Linked DNA regions of Mus musculus: region 2 is linked to region 1. A link is a contact called in public HiChIP or PLAC-seq data. All regions are on one chromosome and are shown on one strand. The core of a region is the stretch at or near the end of the contact, and the rest is flanking DNA. Distances in the headings are between cores, read along the strand shown.

Evidence for each region. HiChIP or PLAC-seq counts read pairs in DNA pulled down with a chosen protein or histone mark.
Region 2: an H3K4me3 HiChIP or PLAC-seq map of intestinal villus epithelium shows a contact between it and region 1, with 8 read pairs. The contact joins the enhancer-like site here to the promoter of Mcph1 in region 1. A contact is called at or near these places in 1 of 39 promoter capture datasets (erythroid cells), 1 of 15 datasets of contacts at CTCF or cohesin (the NIH/3T3 cell line), 5 of 115 datasets of contacts at active chromatin or transcription factors (embryonic stem cells, intestinal villus epithelium and memory CD8 T cells) and 3 of 9 other capture datasets (adipose tissue, liver and pancreatic islet).

The regions. Positions count from the first base shown.
Region 1 is chr8:18,592,840-18,597,172 of GRCm38.p6, reverse strand. Mcph1 (microcephaly, primary autosomal recessive 1) reads right to left here and starts at 2,042. Exons shown (of 14, transcript NM_173189.3): 1 at 1,538-2,042; 2 at 159-250. The coding sequence starts at 1,577.
Region 2 is chr8:18,628,547-18,632,879 of GRCm38.p6, reverse strand. It overlaps Mcph1 (microcephaly, primary autosomal recessive 1), which reads right to left. Exons shown (of 14, transcript NM_173189.3): 7 at 3,245-3,334; 8 at 237-1,364. Among named protein-coding and RNA genes, the nearest start is that of Gm25763, 17 kb to the right of the region's middle. Within about 2 kb of position 2,274, at least 39 of the 459 cell types and tissues checked have an H3K27ac peak or open chromatin away from gene starts, as enhancers often do. A contact at or near this core is called in the NIH/3T3 cell line and intestinal villus epithelium, where this site is marked.

The DNA.
Region 1 (4,333 bases), core at 793-3,292:
AGACTATCTCCTCTGTAAGCACTGCTGTCCAACTTGTATTTGGTTGGTTTGTTCTGCCTCCTACCACTCACCCACTGCTAAGTCCTTCGTGTTCTAAGGAACAGCTCCCATAACGAGAAAACACCAGGTTATCAGTCATTTTGATATTAATTTCTTACCGTTGCCCCCATATCCTCAAGTTGCTTTGCAAACGTCCTTGAGTAATTCTCTGTCCCTTTGGAAGACCATACTTCAACATAGGCCACAACATCTGAAAATAAGCAAGATCTTAGCAGGAACCACACACTAGGAATTGCACACCCCCTCCCACAATAGATTCTTCTCTTGTTCTGTTTATTTTAGGGAAAAAAAAGTGAAAGTTTCCTATTACGTGAAGATTTCTTATTACGAATCTATTCAAAACATCATCCTTGCCATTTTGGTAGTATTTTAAATCTTCCTCATCCAGGAAGATTTATAATTATCCTGGATTATGCTTTCTGTAAAGAAACAGATATAGTAATCATTCCAGGCTTTCTGGCCCAGACTATCTTCCAATAACACGATTCTATGGCCATAGCATAGTCAAGCTAATACAGTTCAGTTCTAATAAATTATTTATATGAAGTTGGGTATCTTAGCACATAGTGATTATAAAGTAGAGGCAAGAGTTCTACGCCAAAGCATGTGGTGGTGGTGTATCCCTTTAAAACCAGTATTTGAGAGGCAGAGGTAGGCAGATCTCTGAGGTCAGCCTGGTCTACAGACTGAGACAGAGTTTCCAGGTCCAGGAAGGCTAGAGCCACAAGAGAAACTTTGTTACACAAGCAAGCCCACACCCCCACCCCACACCCCCAAACCAAATTAAAAAACAGAGATAAGTCAGCCTCAGCTACATAGCAAGTTGGAGGCAAACTTGCTTTCTAAAATAATAAATAAAAATTTAAATATATATACACATATATGATATAAATATAATAAACACATAGCTATAATAAATATAATATATAAATATATAAAATATATTTATACTTGGAATCTCCTCACCCAGGGTCCCATGTTCTGAGCACGTGTTAGCACGACAAAAATACAACAACAACAAAAAAAAAGGTGAGCTCCACAAGTGTCAGGCAGCTCTACTCAGGTAGGACCCTCCAGAGGCCATCACACTATTACCAAATTCTTACTTTTCCTGATCCCACAACTGCAGAGGCCATAGAGGCAAGAGGATCCCAGAAAGCTAAGACAGGAGCCTATCCTCCCGCCAGCTCTCCAGGGCTCAGCCTGCACCGGGGTGGGGTGGGGGGATTGGGGAACACATAGGGGTCGATGAAGGTCACAGGGTGAATGTATGTGGGGTGTCCACACAGGTGGTCGGGATCCTGAGTGAGGGGACTCCGGGTGTGAGGGAACCTAGGATGTGAGAGGACCTCGGGCGTAGGGAGCCCTGAGATGGGATGGGACCTGGCCTGGGAGCCGATCCCGGCGGCCCAGGCAAGACAACCAGGCGCTGGGAGCCTAGACCCCAGCCCCCTCCCTACTGGGCGTGTCTCCTCACCTTTCAGAAAGGCGCCCCCAACGCCTCCCGAGGCCTCCATGACCCGACCAGCTTGAAGCTGCGGGACCGAGCGTGCGCCGGCAGGAAGGCAGAGGGGTGCGCATGCGCAGGCCGTGCCCCCTGGGCTCGCCGCGTCAGGCTTAGGGGTGTGTGTGTGTGTGCGCAAGGGCTCCGGGTTCCCTTCCCTCGCCGAGAGCGCCCGGCTCAGTGACACACGACAGCCGAGACCTGATCGCTCACGGGCGGCCCTGAAGCTCTCCGGCGACCTGGCAGGAGTCAGCCCGCCGCACCGCGGCTTCAGGGCGCAGGTCAGCGCCGCGGTCGCTTGTCCCCGCAGGGTTCGCTCGTCCTCGTTGCGCAGCGCTCGGTGACCGGGGAGGGGACCCACCCGTGGGCCCTGCCTCAGCCCTGCACCCTGGAGCGCGAGCGGGACTGCTGCAGCGTCCGCGGGCCCTCTGGGTCTTCAAACCTCCCGCCCGCGAGTCTGCGAGGGGGCGGGTCGGACGCGGGCCCGCCTCCCCGCGCAAGGGCTGCCGGGAGAGGGAGGAGGACGGAGCCGCCTAGGGAGGACGGAAGCCAGGGAGTGCCTGCTCTTCTGTAGATAACAGTATCCTTTCGTCGCCTTAAGCGCCGGGCGTTAAAAACAAAAACAAAAAAACCACCCAACTGGTTTGGACAGACAGGTTGTTTTGGGTTTTGTATTTATTTGTTACACGTGTGAGTACTTTGCCTGCTTGTACATATTTGCACCACGTGCGTGCCTGGTGCCAGTGGAGGTCACTAGAGGGCGTCAGATCCAATTACACATGGTTATGTGCCACCATAAGGGAGCCAGGGACCAAATTCGGGTCCTCTGCTAGAGCAAATGTTCTTAACCACTGAGCCATCTCCTTAGCTCCTGGTTGGGTGTTTAGAGAGATGGCCTTGGTTTCTAGCTCACAACACTCAGCCCTTCTCCCGACTCAGCCTTCCCCAAGAGCTAGGATTACAGACTGGCCCAGCAATTTGGCTTTAAAAAAAAAAAAAAAAGATAATTTATATAGATATACACACACATATACATATATATATATTTCAAAATTATTTTAAATGTACATATTAAAATATATAATATATATAATTTTAAAAAGCCAAATTCCGAGTGATGAGCTGTTAATGGGAATTCACGAATTGAAGCATCTTCACTAACACAGTGGGAGAGCTTTCACTAGGCAGTGCAAAGAGAAACTCAAGACAAAATGGCTGCTTAAGGTGCCCAGTAACATACCACAGTGTCTGCTGGCCTCCAGGCTTACGTGGTACCTGTGGCTCCTTTTAGCGTTTCTCAACCCACCTCCTGCTCTAAACTTCTCCAGCTCTTGGGCTTCAGTTCCCCAAGCTTCTCATTCCTATATAACCCCGCCATTTCAGGCTGGTACTTAGTCCTACTGACCCTCTCTCTCTCCCCCCTCCCCTCCCCCTGCTCCTCCCCCTTTCCCTACCCCACCCTCTGTCCTCTCTTTTGCTTTTCTCTCTTCTCTTCCACCTTTCTTCCCAGTGCCCACTCCTCTCATGGCCTGACCTACCCTGCTGGCCAAGTCCGATAGAGAGCTTTCTCTCCCTTCTGTGGACTTTTCCAGATGCCTCAGGCTGAACTCTCCCTCCGATCTAAATAACCCTCCCCTCGGCTGTATGCTCTCACTTTATACAGGCAGTAAGAGCAGGACTAGGATTCCTGAGAAGGGAACACAGAATCAGAACCATGGCTTGGTTCTCAGACTTCCTTATTTGGCTATCTTAGGTGAACCGGCATCTTATCTCCTCTTACTGTTGGGACCCTTTGGGTTCTCTAACCTTTCACTTAGATTCCCTGCCACTCAGCATGACTGACTCCACTTTGGTTTGATCAGCTTTGCTGGATGGACATGGTGTGCAAACTTAGTCCAAAGCAAGGGCCTCCCAGAATCTTTTGTTGAATCACTACTAATAGGTTTTTCTCTGCCAGAAAAAAAAAAAAAAAAAAAAGCCAATTCAAACCAAATTAAGAAGTTTAAAAAAAAAATGTAGGTTTATTTGGGAATGGGCTCCTGGGAAAGTTCACTAGGCTCAGGACAAGACAAGAAAATGTCAAGAATAGACTATGGCTGGAGAAGGTTTTTTTAATAGATTGTAGGTGAAGGAAAATGACATGTCTGCCATACGCTTATGCCCTGGTATGGTCATCTAGGGTAAGGGGCTTGGGTGGCTGGTGACTTCTGGTGAGGTGGGGTGATTAGGACAGCTGTCAGGAATGTGGGACTAGGTTTTTGCCATTTTTTTCTATTCCGAGGCTTTCCAAATGGTCCATTGTTGGAGAGGAAGAGAAAACTGGAATTTAGGGACCACGTCAGGGAGGGGAGGAAGCCAGGGACTCCAGTCAAACAGTTTCTCCCTCTACATACACTCTCTTTCCCTCAGAGGACTTGAGTTTCACTCCCAGCATCATTTTTTTTAAAGATTTATTTATTTTTTTTATTATATGTAAGTATACTGTAGCTGTCTTCAGACACTCCAGAAGAGGGAGTCAGATCTCATTACGGATGGTTGTGAGCCACCATGTGGTTGCTGGGATTTGAACTTCAGACCTTCGGAAGAACAGTCGGGTGCTCTTACCAACTGAGCTATCTCACCAGCCCCCCCAGCATCATTTTAACAGTTTCCTATGCCATCCTCAGTAACCCTTGGTGAGCCTGAGCCAAAAAGAAAGAGTGCTGGCCTAGTCGGCTAGCCCCATATGGGCAAACCTGTAATCACATTTGAAAAATGGGCTTTTAGTCA
Region 2 (4,333 bases), core at 1,025-3,524, 35 kb before region 1:
TTAATCCACTAGGACAAAGCCTGGGGAGGTATTTTCATGGTGACACATTTGACTACAAAGTTCAGGTCAGGGCCTCCCACCTATCCCTCAAGAGCATCATTGGAAATATCAATTCCTTAAAATAAAAGGAGAGGGGGAAGGACTTAAATTATAAAGATTAAGGACAGATTTAAAATACGAGCACAGTATTACACACTGGCAGAACAAACAATACTTGGGAAATGAGGCTCACATACTTTCACTATATCCTGTGGCTATGTTCTCCTTTTCTTCTACAGACTTTTCTACATTACAATCCTCTCCCAAACTGAGATTACAGATGTGTACTTCATCTTCAGGAGAGGCTGATGCAGGAGGCGTGCTACCTTCTTTGGGGGAGCCTTTTCCATCACCTGGGTCTCTGGTTTCTGTACTATTTCCTTTCAAGGGTGTGATGTGGTGGGCAGAACTAGACAGGGTGTCAGGGTGGCTGCTTCCCTCTGGGCCTGTGTCATCCCTCAGCTGAGGGCCAGGCTGACTGCAAAGCCCTGGGCTGTCGTTAGCAGAGGTCTCCACCAAAAGCAAGCAGGTAGAAGCTGTATTCACTTCCTCCTTGACAGGTTTCTCAAGACTAGAGGCACTTTTTGAAATTAAGTCACTAATGCTGCTGATGGATCTGTGCTTTTCACCAATGCAGGTAAAATCACACATTTCCAGCATGTTTCTTCGCTCCCACTTTGAGAGACCTCTGCAGTGGAACAGAGAAGGGCTTGCTAGTTGCTGAGCCTCAGGAGGAAGTCTCTCCGAATTCCTCTCCTTGAGATTATCAGGGGAAAAATAGTCCTCATAGGAAGAAGCCTCAACGTCAGGAGTTCCCGGAATGAGTCTGATTGTGGACGGCGGGCTCTGGTCGGACTTGAATAACTGTATTGCCAGAGCAGACTTTCTCTTGTACCTCTTCTTCAGTTTTCCTTTTGGAGATGAACCCAAGTCCGCTGCCCTTTTTCTCTTTGCAGAAGAATTCTTGGGTCCCAACCGTACTTGGTGTTCTTCTATGATGGACATCGTAGGAGACAGACAGAGCTTCTCATCAGGCACCCCCTGAGATACACCTGCAGCTTGCTTTCTCTCGGAATCAGCTACCGCACCTGTAGCATCCTTCTGACAGTTGATGCTCTCCTTTGAAGGACTGTCTGGAGCTTTCTGAGGACGTGGCTGCCTGAGATGGTTGGGTGATGCTGAGCCATAAAAACTGCTTGCCCTCAACACAGGTGAGGAAGGGCATGTCACCGTGGTCATCTCATTAGCAGATCTTCCCAGTTTCCTTTCTTGATCTCCACAGGAATCACCGAAAGATGAGTGGGAGCCACTGGCAAAGGATTCATCTGCAGAGATCAACAAAGAATCGCCTTTAAAATGTGCAAGTGACCAGACAGGGTGTCACTGGTCATTGTGTAACTCTAGCTGGCTTGGAACTCAAGAGAGAGTCTGTCCCTGCCTCCTGAATGCTGGCTTGGTTTAAAGGTATGTGCCACCATGCTTGGCTAGGCTTTGGTCTTCTATAAGCCATTTCTCCTCATAAACAGAACACGGCTCCTCATATCTGTCCCCTGTTCTTCCATCAAGTCCTCATGTTTTATTTATATTTCAAATGAAGCATGTGGGGCTCTCAATATTCCGATCTCTCATGAAGTCTGCACTTCTCTCAGAAGTAATGATACGCTGTCCATCACCTCTGCAGGCTCCCCACTCTGACCCCAGCTTTCTGACACATTTTGCTGTGGGTAAACACAACTCATCCTTCAAAACCAGCTCAGTGTCAGTGTCACCTGTGACTCTCCTGATCCTGTCAGGTCACAGTGCTAGCCCCTCCTGGGACTCAGCATGCTACTGTCCTCTCATTATACTGAAGTACTAGAGGGCAGTCAGCACTTTCTGCTCACTTTCCTGAACCTGTGGTCATTACTCAGACCCAGTTCTACTGGTACAGTGCTGCCCAGCTGAAGGCTTCCTTTTTTAGAGAAAAGACACCATCTGGAGGCAGTGCTGGGATTCTAACTTAAACAACTCGAGCTCGGCTTTCAGAGCAGAGTGGTGGCAACAGAGATATCCTGTCCTTGAAGCTGTGCTCTGGGAAGGGAGGGGCAAAAGCAAAGGTCAGCTGATACTGGGCCTCTGCTGAAGTGCTTCCAAGACAGCAGTTGGAGTGATACTGAGATTTACTCTTAGGAACTGAATGCATTAATCACTCTTCAATAAGCCACGATTCAGTGTGGCACATCACTAAGAGCATAAATTCTTAGACTACTTATGTCAGAAGCCTGGGTGTATCACTCACAACCTCAGGATCTTGCACAATCCACTTGACCTCCTGGTTTTCTCTTCTGTGAAATGGGAGTGGGGATGCAGCCTACCTCATGGAGACTTGGGGTGTGTGTGTGATACAGTGAGACACAAGAACAGTATAGGGAAAGGTAAGCCAGCATTGTTATCGCCATTTGCTTCCAATCTATGGGAGATATAACTGAGCAAAGAAAAGATGAATGGGTAAACAAGCTCAGAACATGCAGGACAGACTGCCAGAATACACCCCACGGACAGGAAGAACACCTAGCTGAATCTCCTCATGTGGCGTTTGAAGCCCTTTTGAACACAGTTGTTTAGGGTTTCCACAGACTTCACTTAGGCCCCCATGGACTTACGTGAGGGAAGTGTAAAGAACTCAACACCTGACAGCTATATAGCCTTGAAAAAAGGTCAAGGGCTCCTATACTATTTAACACAGACTCTTTTCAATAATATGCTTCATGGCTTAATTAAACACGAATAATTCCTCTTTAGTGCTAACTGTGCTCAGATATACATTTACACTGCATTTAAATCATATATAGTCACAAGGATTTCCACAACAAAGCAAACAATCAAACAAATCCCCAGGGAGGGACTAATAAGAGTTCAAGCAGGAGGTCCCCAATACCATAAGACCAAATCTCATGGAGAAACTTAGGTCTACTCAGCTGCTTGAGTGGTTAGAACGGACCACACGACATCTTGGCATGGTGGAGCATTTTTGTAATCTCAGTACTCGAGGAGACAAGGACATGGTTCTAGTTGGAGGCTAGCTGGGTATCTATTGAAGTGCCATGCTAGCCAGAGCTCCACAGAAAAAGTCTAGCTCAAAAAGTACAGTGTGAGAGGAGACACACACACACACTTTTCAAATCATAAGTCTGTTACAAAAACAAAATACATATTACAATTTTACCTGAACTCAAAGGTTGGTGAGAAATGTTCAAGGATGTTTCAAACAGACTGACACATGGATTCTGCTGAGACTGCTCCAACATCTGGGAGGCTGATAACACAATGACAAGTTTCAATAACTGGATGGCAGAATTGCCTACTGGACAGGGACAAGAGCATATCTACCCATTCTGCTCCTGATCCCATATACACAGGAAATTAATCTTACCTTTAGGCTAAGCTTAATATAATTCGAGAACAAAAACTATATCAGTTATACTGTAGATTTAAGACTGACAAAATGAATCCCTATCAATCACTGCCCCACAAACATGATCACACAATCACATGAGATGGGACTTTCAAAATCCAACTTGTATGAAGCTTAAACCAAATTAAGTGAATGTTTTCGGTTTGAGAACTGAAGTTTCTAATATTTACTTCTAAGTAAGTAAAAGTCCAGTGCTGACACAGACAGGGGCAACTGGTTTAGAAAGACTACACAATAACAAATTGTCCCCAAAAGTCAACAGTGTTTCAGTTAAGAAACCAGTTTTAAAGAAAATATCTAGAACATCAATGATTCAATAAATGAGGCTCTAGGCGCTATCTTCAAAAGCTGTCCATACAAGAGACAAAACAAACATATCCAAAGATTTTTAAAATTTATTTTAAATTATGTGTATTTATGTGTTTCTGTGTATGGGTATGGGACATGAGTATAGAAGAGGTACTGGGATCCCTTCTAGTTGTAGTCACAAGATGTTTTGAGCCACCCAACATTCTTCTGGGAACTGTTCTTGTGTCCTCTGGAAGTACAGTACTTAAGCATCCTCTAAAAGTCGTTTTTTCAAAAGGAAAATCAGAGGATGTTTCCCTCAGAAAACTTAATAAAGTGACTATAAAGCAAGGGCATATATACAAAGAAGGTATGGGCAGTCAGAAGTCCTCAGATACTGTGGTTGTTCAGTTGTTCTGATGCTGGGAACTGAACCCAGGGCTTTGTGCACACTAGGCAAGAACTGAAATACATAGCCTTAGCCTTTGTACAGTTACTTTGGAAGCAAAGTGGAGGGGGGGGGTGTTGGGGGCTTTAAATTTTTTATTTTTA